Regions from separate parts of the Pan troglodytes genome. Here region 2 is linked to region 1. The links are chromatin contacts, called in public capture Hi-C maps. All regions are on one chromosome and are shown on one strand. The core of a region is the stretch at or near the end of the contact, and the rest is flanking DNA. Distances in the headings are between cores, read along the strand shown. Region 1 has its middle 210 kb from the start of TTC29. Region 2 overlaps LOC134809811 (a long non-coding RNA gene).

Evidence for each region. Capture Hi-C pulls out chosen DNA fragments and counts their contacts.
Region 2: a capture Hi-C map of stem cell-derived neural stem cells shows a contact between it and region 1, with 5 times the contacts expected there. The contact joins two enhancer-like sites. A contact is called at or near these places in 5 of 7 Hi-C or Micro-C datasets (blood, induced pluripotent stem cells, a lymphoblastoid cell line and 1 more) and 1 of 1 other capture datasets (stem cell-derived neural stem cells).

The regions. Positions count from the first base shown.
Region 1 is chr3:148,937,834-148,943,280 of NHGRI_mPanTro3-v2.0_pri, reverse strand. No RefSeq gene overlaps it. Among named protein-coding and RNA genes, the nearest start is that of TTC29, 210 kb to the right of the region's middle. Within about 2 kb of position 1,335, at least 8 of the 24 cell types and tissues checked have an H3K27ac peak or open chromatin away from gene starts, as enhancers often do. A contact at or near this core is called in stem cell-derived neural stem cells, where this site is marked.
Region 2 is chr3:149,368,918-149,374,704 of NHGRI_mPanTro3-v2.0_pri, reverse strand. All of the region lies in intron 3 of LOC134809811 (a long non-coding RNA gene), which reads right to left. Among named protein-coding and RNA genes, the nearest start is that of TMEM184C, 31 kb to the left of the region's middle. Within about 2 kb of position 3,539, at least 2 of the 24 cell types and tissues checked have an H3K27ac peak or open chromatin away from gene starts, as enhancers often do. A contact at or near this core is called in stem cell-derived neural stem cells, where this site is marked.

The DNA.
Region 1 (5,447 bases), core at 86-2,585:
CCAGCCTGGAGTGCAGTGGCGCGATCTCGGCTCACTGCAAGCTCCGCCTCCCGGGTTCACGCCATTCTCCTGCCTCAGCCTTCCAAGTAGCTGGGACTACAGGCGCCCACCAACACACCCGGCTGATTTTTTTGTATTGTTAGTAGAGACGGGGTTTCACCCTGTTAGCCAGGATAGATTCGATCTCCTGACCTCGTGATCCACCTGCCTCAGCCTCCCAAAGTGCTGGGATTACAGGCGTGAGCCACGGCGCCCGGCCTAATATTTTATTTTTAAAATATGTTGACATTATAATTTATTTTAAATGGCCCATAGTTTTCTTATTTGAGCAGAATTAGTTAGCAAAAATAAATAACTAATATTTATTGTGTGATAATTCTGTGTGAGACAGTTTTTAGTCTTCATATGTAGTACCTAATGTAATGTTCCAACAATCTCATGAAGTACTATTATCCCTAATTTTGCAGGCGAGAAAATCTACAGAAAGTTTGCCCAACATGATACAGTAAGTGGCTACATGAGGAGGTGAACCCAGGTTACGTGACTACAAAGCCTGTCTTATAAACAATGCAAATTTAAAATGGTAAAATCTACGTGTGGACCGATCATGAGCGATACCTCAAAACACACAATCCAGACATATGAAACTGCTTAATTAAAATCAGTTATAATAACTGGAAAACATTCTCTACCATCAATGAATTTTACTAGTATAAAATGTATTTAAAACAAATCAGAAATCTGTGTATATTTTGATAATATGAAGTCATCATTTTTTTCATACTTTAGTTTATCCTGGGCATTTTGAGCAACCAGAAATTGGTTTAGAGAAGGAATTTCTTCTTTACTTAAATCCTATTCTAGTTCCAATCTTTTCAATTCACTGAACTTAAAAATAATTGCTATCCATATTTTTTTTCTCACTAGCAATAATTGCAGTTCTGGAAATGTATTAAGTGGTTTTATTATTTTCTAAATCCTGCTTGCATTTCTTTTTCCCAGTTGAATCCACACCCAAAGCCGTATCTTCACCCCACCACAAACTATTAGCTTTAGAAAGGAAAAGAAAAACCACAACAAAACAGTGTGTGTGTACCAAAGACTTACATGTGCATAAGCAAAAGCAAACAATAGCATTAGCAGGAACTCGTGGACATTTCAGGGAAGTGGAGGAATTAGGCGGGGGAGCGCGCTTCGTTCCCTCTGATCTGATGCACAGACAGACACGGACACGGTTATCCCCTAGGGTCTGGAGGGCTGTCAGGGAGCCCTGGCTCAGTCTTGCTGAGTGACAGGCCCAGGGAGCCCCGACTCCCCGCTGACCCCGCTCGGCGCCTGCCTCAGGACGGCCGGGAGCTGCCGGGAGGGGCGGCGGTGCCTCCTGACAGCCAGACGCCAGGCACAGCTCTGGGGCAGAGGGGCGCAGCTCAGGGGGCCCTCTGAGAAGGAAGGGGGCGTCGCTTCAGGGAGGGAGGGAACGCCGCGCTTTACGGGGCTCAGTTTGTGCAGTGCCAGAGTGGTGGATGAGGCAAAGATGATACTAGGAATGCAGCTACTGCCCTCTGAGGATACAAACTCGCCCCTGATTGGCAATAGAGCAGAGAAGAGCCTTGTTTTCTAACTAAAATCTGTAACTCCTGGTCTCAAGCAGGGCATCAAGCCATTCTACCGAGGCAGTAACTAGGGTTACTTAATTGAAACAGCAAATACTGACTTGAGGCTAAGGTGTGCCATCTACTGTTCTAGATACTGGGAATATGGAGCTCTCAGAAAGCTGACAGTTTATAGAACTGGGTCTTTTACATCTTATCCTCTTCCCATCGCCCAATTAGCATGGGACCTGATGCATGTAATAGATACTTGGTCATGTTCATTGATTGAATGAGAGCAGTGAAAGGTGCCAGGGCAGAGGGGATTGCCCAATGACCCAGGGATGAACCTGGTGGATCACTGTGTTTCCAGGTTTGCCAGCAGTGCTAAGATGGGTGTTTCTCCCACCTGGCTGCTGCTTCAACCTTCTCCTGATTTCTTCTCTTCAATCAGGCAGCTTAGGTGAGCCTCTCCTTTCAGTTGCTCAGACCATGATGGAGATGGATGTTCTAACAGCTGGTAGTGGCCTCTGAAAAGCCAGAGAGGAAATCAGGTGAATTGGAGAAAGACTTGTATTTTGAATGCCCAGAAAAGAGAGAATGGAGTAAACAGACAAGAGTGCAGGAAATGAAGAAAGTGGCAGGAAACACAGATGGATGAGGACAGACCTCTCCTCGGCAGTCAGGTGGCTGTGCTGCCTTCCATCCCAGGGGGGCTCAGAAATAGGATTCCAGAATCTACTGGCAGAGGCCTGCAAATGACTTTAGCTGGGTAGGTCTGTTTCCACACAAACTACTCATTTTGCTCTTTGCCTATTAAAATGTAAACCACTGTGTCCCTTAAAATGTATCACACTTAAAAATGTTCCTGTAGCAGAGCCAGTTTCAAAGATGAACAGTTGTACCTCAGTGGTCAAGGATGCCTGTGGCCACTCACAACTCCTGACTCTTTCTGTAACATGAGGGGCTGGAAACTGCTTCCCATCCATCTTGCCCTTGTAAACCATTTGGGCAGGCTGCAATGGCTACTCCCACCAGTGTACTAGTACAAGTTAGGATCACTTAGACAATTGAATTTCATGGTAGGGAGAGGTTACGGGAAATTTCCTCGGCTGCAACCATGAAAACGAGAATTGTGGTTTGGATTTTTGTTGTGTGCTGTTTGCCACTGAGAAATAAGGACTGTATTTCTCCAGAACAAGTCTATTCCTGATAGTTTGACAATTAGGATCAGGGATAATGAGAACCATGTCTGCGGAAGCAGAAGAGCCAATCTCCTTGTATGATGGGCCTTTCCCCTTTCAGAACCTGATGTGCTGCCACAGCCCTTTTTTTTTTTTTACCCCCTGCCTGAATGGTGAGCTCTAAGATGGCTTCAGCATGTGAGACACAAAGATCACATCCAAGACTTGTTTCTGTGGCATGGATGAATCCTTTATCAGATGCCAAAAGTAGTTCCTGCTTTGTATACATAGGTCACAGCAAAAACTCTTGGGCTAGTGAGTGAAAGTGTATGTTTTAGTCTTAGTGCTTTAATCTATATATTGTTTTTTTTTTTTTTTCAGAAATGTTAGCTATATGAGTGCACTAAGAACGCTACAAAGTTTGGGCCTGTTTTTCTCGATAATTAACAAAACTACATGAGGCTATTTACATTTTGGTTGTTATCCTTCCTCTGAATAGTAGGAGGCTTCTCATTCTGGGCTCTGAAAGGCCCAGCTGATGAGATCTGATGAGATCTGATGAGATCTGAAGGGCCTGTGCTGCCGCAAAGCCACTCATGTACATGGAGCCCATAACTTTTCCTGGCTGTTGACACATCTTGGCATGTGAGCAGATTGAAAAAGCCTTGTTCCACAGCTCAATATTAAGATGGCTGTTACTGAACCACAGGGTTAGGGGAGTGTGATTAAAAAGAAAAAAACTAGATTTGTGTAGGCTGGGTCTAGGCAACACTAGGAAAGATGTAAAGTTTGCCTTTATCATTTTCCCTTTTGTGTGTCTTTCACTTGCTTTGCCAAAGTAAAGTTTAGGGGTGTGTGTACATACTTGTGTGAATGTATGTATGAGTCTCTCTGTGTTTGTCTACCAATGAGTTAAATCCCAGTCATCCAAAATGATAACATTCAACCTCTGTCTTCAGTGTATTATTGATAAAGCATCTACAAATCTTTAGCTAAGGATGGTTCTGTAATGCCATGGCCATTGCAGTGTTACATAAGAAAGGTGTCTATGTTTTTCCTCACTTTGGTAATGTCTTTTTAATAATCCCCAACTCTGATATGTCATGGTTTATTTTAGTTAGTGTTCATTTAGAATCTCTTTCCTAAATGGCAATTAGCAGCACTTCTAACCCTTTCTAAAAGGAAAATATTCAAGTAATGCCTAAGGGAAAATACTGACCAGGGTAAAAGGTCAAAAGAAGAATACTCTGCTATGTTGAACTCTCAAGATCTGCTGACTGACCTGAGGTGACCATTACACAACTCACAACCATGAAGAACAAGGAAATTCAATCAAGAAAGCACTTATTGCAGAAAACCTTAAATGTAGACAAATTATGATTAATTTAAAAATATTGATGAAACTCATAGGCAAATTGTAGCAATATTTCAAAAATTTCTCTGTAATTGTCCATTTATCTACCTACCTATTTGTTTCTATATGATGGGTATGATAGAAATTGACATTCCTCAAAGTATATTCCATCTGCAGGATGCTCAGGGCGAAGTAGTTCCATAGTAAATAATTTTGGGACTTACCACCTGCTTATGTCTCTCTTATTAAGACAGTCAAAGGACTCTCTTACATAGAGAGTTCTAAGAAGTTCTGCAGTAAACAAGCCTATTAAAATTTATTCAGTTCAATGTTCTTCAAGTGTACTTGACTCCAAATCCTTCTTTCCAACGATACCTATTTTGCATTCTCTTTTTCTTATCAATGCAAAAAAACAGATGAATCTGTTTTAACAGGGAGCTAACCTTTACTAACATTGATGCACACACACAATTTTAAACAAAATTTTTAAAGAAACCTTAACAGATCAATACTTATGGAACAAAAATTTTAACTTATAAAAATTTCTTATAGATTTCTAGGTTAGATATATATATATATATATATTTAATTTTTTTTATTTTTATGAGATGGAGTCTTGCTCTGTTGCCCAGGCTGGAGTGCAGTGGCGCGATCTCGGCTCACTGCAAACTCCACCTCCCCGGTTCACTCCATTCTCCTGCCTCAGCCTCCCGAGTAGCTGGGACTACAGGCGCCCGCCACCACACCCAGCTAATTTTTTTTTTTGTATATTTAGTAGAGACGGGGTTTCACCGTGTTAGCCAGGATGGTCTCGATATCCTGACCGCGTGATCCGCCTGCCTCGGCCTCCCAAAGTGCTGGGATTACTGGCGTGAGCCACCGCGCCCGGCCTCTGGGTTATGTATTTTTGTGGTTAATTTGTAGGAATATTTAAAGGAGCTCATACTTCTTATACTATATGTTAAATTAATAAATCATTTTGAAGCATATAGAATGATGGACAATATTCCTGCCAAAAATACCTGAAAAAGATCTTTTCCTTATCTCTCACCCTCTCCAGCCAAAGAAAACCTCAGAGCAATTCTTGTTATGAATGTATATTAATTCTTAAACAATAAGTAAGCCATATTCCTTGGTCTATCTAAGAACAATCCGCTATCGCTAACTAGGGTTAGCAAGGAATGTAAGGGTTATTTATTTATTAGAATATTAAATAATGTAATTATTTCAAAAGGTTAATAATGATAAACCATTGAGAAAGATTTTGAAAGCCCATGATAAAAATTAAGCCTCTGTTTGTGTATAGCTCTGTGAGCTAGG
Region 2 (5,787 bases), core at 2,290-4,789, 430 kb before region 1:
TTTCGAAAAAATTGCTTTCAACTCAGTCCTGTTATTTTCCGGATGGAAAAATATAAAATAAATAAATAAAAACCGTGCTGAAAGTTTTCTTTCCTATATTCTCTAGTGGTTGATGGATACTACTATTTTTTTAAAATCCCAAGATGAGGTATATTTTATTTAAAAATTATAGTGATAGCTTAGATATAAACCAGGCTTTAGAAAATATATAAACACTTCATCTTAAAAACAGTTTTTTTTGTTGTTTTGAAAAAGCCCTTTTTTCTTTTTTGGTCTTATTTTTCCCAAATGTCAATATTTATGAGTCAAGGGTTGTGGGAAATGTTACCTAGAGCTACAAGGGCCGGAGATTGCCCTCTTGTATCCCTGGGGAGTTGAGCATGAGTGCCAGAGGGCAATGTTTGGCTGGAAGGACCCAAGCCTGCCTTTCTTTGCACCCCACAGTATGCCCTTTGAAGTGAAAGACATTTCTGTACTCAGCTCTACTTCATAGGAATTCAACTCAGGATGAGCAATGCACACAAATTTCTGTATACCCTTTTAGTATAAAAACAGAGGCAGACTAACAGAAAACCAAAAAAGCCAGAATTAATGCAGGCCGTTTGGAGTTTTGGAAACTCTTCTGATAACTTAAGTCACAAATCTAAATTTCTGGATGAGACTATTTTTTGATCATGTCACTTTCAGAACATCAGTCACTTGAAGTTTAACCCCTTTTAGGATTTGGGTGGTATTATTAGGAGTTTTGTCAATGGCAAAGACAGAAGTCCATGGGAATGAAATCCTCACAGAAATAAGGTAAAAATCATGAAATATCAGTAAATTATGAAGCTTACATTTGTTTTGAAAATGAACCCATCAGCATAATGAAAAAAATGCATTATTTAATCCAAGTGTTTTAGTTTGCTTCCTTACAAATTGTCCGTTATTAGGGACTGAACAAGAAAATAAAAGCTGAAAATGAACAAGATTTACTGAGTGGAATACAGGGGAACTGGGAAATATGCTGGCAAATTGGAGCCATTAACAAGTTAAAAAAATCAGAAACAGTTTTGAAAACCAGAAAGTCACCAGTAAAATATATCTCTAAGGTCAAATGAGCTGTCCTGATGTTGATTCTCAATTTCCTCCTGCATTTATTTGAAGGAGCTTCTCTTTATTATTATGATTTTTAAATTTAAATCTTTAACCCCCATAGATGGCTATGTCTCCTAGTATCTTTCAGCTGAGGATTATAACTTTTTCTTTGCTTTATGAACTTTAACAGTTCTTTATTTAGCTTGATTTATTTTTAAATGTCCCACCCAAATACTTAACTGGTTCAAGCACTTAACTGGTTTTCAAAGGCTTGTTGTATAAATAACAAGATAAAAATTCATAGAACATTTTATTTTCCCACATTGGGAGGTAATAGTCCTGTTTCATTTTTGGAAAAATATGGCAAAGAATTATTGAGGTTAATGAAAAATTAAGGGAAATGATAGCATCAGGTTTTTTGGGGAAAAAAAGATTCTCTCTGGGAAGAGACTTTCATTTCATTTTCTAAACACATGGGTGTGGCCTTTGGCTTTTTTCTCCACCCATTGATCAGCTAATTCTAAATGCGTTTTCTCCACTTGCCAATGGTATGCCAGCATTCTGCTGTTTACATTCTCTAGCCTAGTTTTTTATTTTTTTATTTTTTTTCTGTAAATGGGGATTAAAATATTTAGCTCGGAGATGTTGAGAGCATTTAAATAGTAACATGTTCAGCCCTTGGTGTACAATAGGTATTCAATGTGCGATACTTTCCTTCCTCCTTTCTTCATCAACAGGAACACACACACACACAAAACACCAGTTTACCCATATTAAATACCTCTATGAGAATGTAACGCCAAACTTGTTTAAGTTAATTTGTACAGCATTTACCGTTCAGCATATACCATTCTTGCAACCCAGTTATAGACATGCTTAATGAAATTAGCATTGGAATCAAGACTCTGAAATTAAAAGTAAAATTCAGGTGGGTAGAGTTGGCATTTAAATATTTTGTATATTTAATTAATATCCATATGCATATTTATTTATCACTACATTTATGTTTAATTTATTATTTATCTTAATTTATGTATAGTATATATTCATATGTATATTTATGTTTATCAGTTGTGCATAGAATATACACTGATTTCCAGATTGTATACGCCTGTGAATGTTTTAAGTCTGTTTTGGAATAGGTCACTAAGGCATGGTTCTATGAAGGTATTTCAGGTTTTGTGCTTCTATTCACTTCAAAAATGAATTGTTAAATAAAATTTGATACTGTAGGAAGCTGAAAATAGTCAACTTCCCTTAGCTAGCCACCAATAACATAGAGTTTTTGAGAAAATCAAGCAAGGCAAGGATGGCCTATTTTTCTCTAAGAAATACATCCGTGTGTTCAAATGAATGTCATCCTTTTCAGAGAAGTTGCTTTGGGAGTCTAGACACTTCTTTCAACTGTACTGCTATTGCACTAAACGTTTTAGGAACTTTTTTTGGAATTACCTTTAGGGCTAATTAAGGAATCAAAGTAAAAGCTAGTCTCATTATATTGTAGGCTACAGCACTTCTATCCAGTCAGTTACCGTCTGCCTTATTAAATGGCTTGGTTGTTTCCAAAAATGAAACTTACCCTGATGAAAAAAAATATTTTTAAAAAACTACCCTGACATTCAAAGCAGTTCCCGTAGTGTGTGAAGGAAGAAAGTTCCTAACTGGAGTTTCAAAACTGTTTTGAAAATCGCTGGAATGTTGCTGCCTACTTTGATGGGGACATCATTCATTTGTATGGATAAATTCAAGTATATTTGTTCAAACCCAGTGTCATTGTCTTACAGTCATGTCTTTTGACAGCAACTATTTATAATGTGAAATAGGGATCCTTTTGAGCTGAGAGACCTCATCAAAAGACAAATGCTATTATTTAAAAAGGAATCATGGTGAATTTTTAACTAGAGTCTGCTGCGTTCAGTTACAGGCTCCAGAAACTTCTGAAAACAAAATGAGAAAAATACAAAGGCCTTTGTGCCCAGATCAGGCCTGTGATGTTCCTTTTATCCTCACATGGATTTGTTTAGCGAGTTACTGCAGTGCTTGTGTATATGATTAAATTTAAGCCAGTCATCATGGAATAGAATTATAAAGGCTGCGGGGTCCATATTTTGAAACAAGCAGGAAAACAACATGAACTTGTTAGAGGATGAATCCAGACTTTGATCTTAGCAAATACATAAACAGTAACAAGATGGAAATAAAAGGTAAAAATATTTGTAATATATTTATGTTTGGTTATTAATAAAAATGGAAATTGGTGAAAAAGGCAAAGCCAAAAAGAAAAAAAAAAAAGCCTCTGCTTAGGTACTTCGTTAAACCACATAAAAACTGTGAGAGTCCTGAGCAAATGAAATCTGTGACACAGACTGAAACCCTTGAGCTGGGCCTCCAAGGGCTTCATGGTTTTAAAGAGGCTGTTACAGACCTGGAGCTTTTCTGGCATGCCAGTCTCAGACCCTCCAGACTCGGGGGCTGCCAAACTGCTCATTTCCCACAAAACTTCAGCAGACTTGTAGTCTCTGACCATCCATCCATGTGCTACATTCCCAATAAAGCTATGCATCCTTTCAGATTACCCATATTGTGGAAACCAGTATCTGAACAAATCTGGGACCCTTTTAAAAAACTCGGTTGCTGTACTGTGCAAACCACGAATGCACTATTTCCCATTTGATTAGACATTTTCTTCTGGAAATGATTTTTGGAATTGATGTGGTGTCTATTTTTTTTTTTCAACAAAGCTGTCTCTCTTTTAAAATAAATCCCATGAATAATTTACTCTGCTGCCAGAGATGTGCTTGCTTTTATTTTTATTAAGGCCTGAAGTGTCTGGGATCAGCATCCTTGTGCCCCTCAGGGCTGTATGACCTTATGACCTGCATGGTCCTGCCAGGTCGCTTTCAGGGAAGGAAGGCCTCTTGATGGTGCAGAATGAGCCTCCTGAAGTGTCCACACATTCTCCATCCTGGCCCAGTGCCAGCCTGTGTTCAGGCTGCCTCAGACCTCCACAGAAAGAGTTAATAACGCCCAGCAGAATGTCCAGGCAGATGAATAACAGATGAGTTTCCCAAATCTTGGTAAAAAGTGATGTAGAAAGTTGGTGAGGTTTTAGAGATAACTCCCAAATGTTTATATCATAAAATATTCTCCTTTCCATTTTTCACCTTCCCTAGCTAAGGAGGCTAAAATTCTTTACTAAGTGAAGGAAGTCAGATACAAAAGGTCACATATTTATATGAACTCTCCAAAATAGGCAAATCTATAGATACAAAAAGCAGATTCATGGTTACCAGGGGCTGAGGGGAGGGAAAAGGGAGAGTGACTGCTTACAAGGTTTCCTTTGGGGTGTTAAAAAATGTTCTGTAACTAGATAGTGGTGATGTTTGTAGAACATCGTGAAGGTAATTAACAGTTATTAAAATGGTAAGTTTACGTTATATGTATTTTACCACAATAATTTTTTTTCTTCCTTAGGTAAAGTACAGGTGAAATGCAAATAGGAAAAGTAATTGTTAAGTCATTTGCACTCATCAATATCTTAGTAATTTTTAGGGCAATTAAGGGGTCGCCTAGTAAGTCCCTGATTATTGGGTAAAACAAAAAAATTGGTTATTGGTGAAAATGGATGAAAGGGCAAACCTGGTGTAGCACGTGTGAGGAAAGGACAAGAAGGCAGGTCGGGGTAAGACTGACCTAGTGTAATGGTGAATTTTATGTGTTAACTTGACTGGGCCATGGGGTGCCCAGTGCCTAGATATTTGGTTAAACATTACTTCTGAATGTGTCTATGAGGATGTTTCTGGATCAAATTAACACTTGAGTCAGTAGACAAAACAGATTCCTTCCCCAGTGTGGGTGGGCCTCACTCAGTCCATTGAAGGCATGAAAAGAACAAAAGACTGAATCAGAAAATTTTTTTCTCCCTGCCTGTCTTTGAACTGGGACATTGGTCTTCTGCTGTTCATCTTTGACTCAGACTGGAACATACACTATTGTCTCTCCTGGTTCTCAGGCCTTTGAACTTGGACTGGAACTATACCATCGGTTCTCCTGGGTCTCCAGCTTGCTGACTGTAGATCTTGGGACTTCTTAGCCTTCATAACTTCATCAGCCAATTCCTTATAATAAATATCTTTATATTTTTATCTGTATCTGTGTATGCATTTCTAACTATGGATATATATATTTCTATCTCTTATTGGTTTTGTTTCTCTGGAGAACCCAGACTAACACAGGTTTTGGTACCAAGAAGTGAAGTGTGGCAGTAAAAGATATCTAAACATGTGGAAATGGCTTTAGAGCTGAGTAATGGGTAGAGGCTGAAAGAGTTTTCAGGTGCATGCTAGAAATATGGATATAAAAAGAGATTTTGATGAGGACTCTGATGGAAATTAGGATCATGTTATTGGAAACTGGAAGGAAGGAAATTCTTGTTATAAAGTGGCAAAGAACTTGGCTGAATGGTGTTCAGGTGTTTTGTGGAAGGTAGAACTTGTGAGCAATGAAATTGCATATTTAGCAGAGGAAATTCTTAAGCAAAGTGTTGAAGGAGCGTCTTCGCTCCTCCTGAGTGCTTATAGAAAAATGTGTGGGCTGGGCACAATGGCTCACACCTGTAATCCCAGCACTTTGGGAGGCAGAGGCAGGTAGGTCACTTGAGGCCAGGAGTTCAAGACCAGTCTGGCCAATATGGCAAAATCCTGTCTCTAC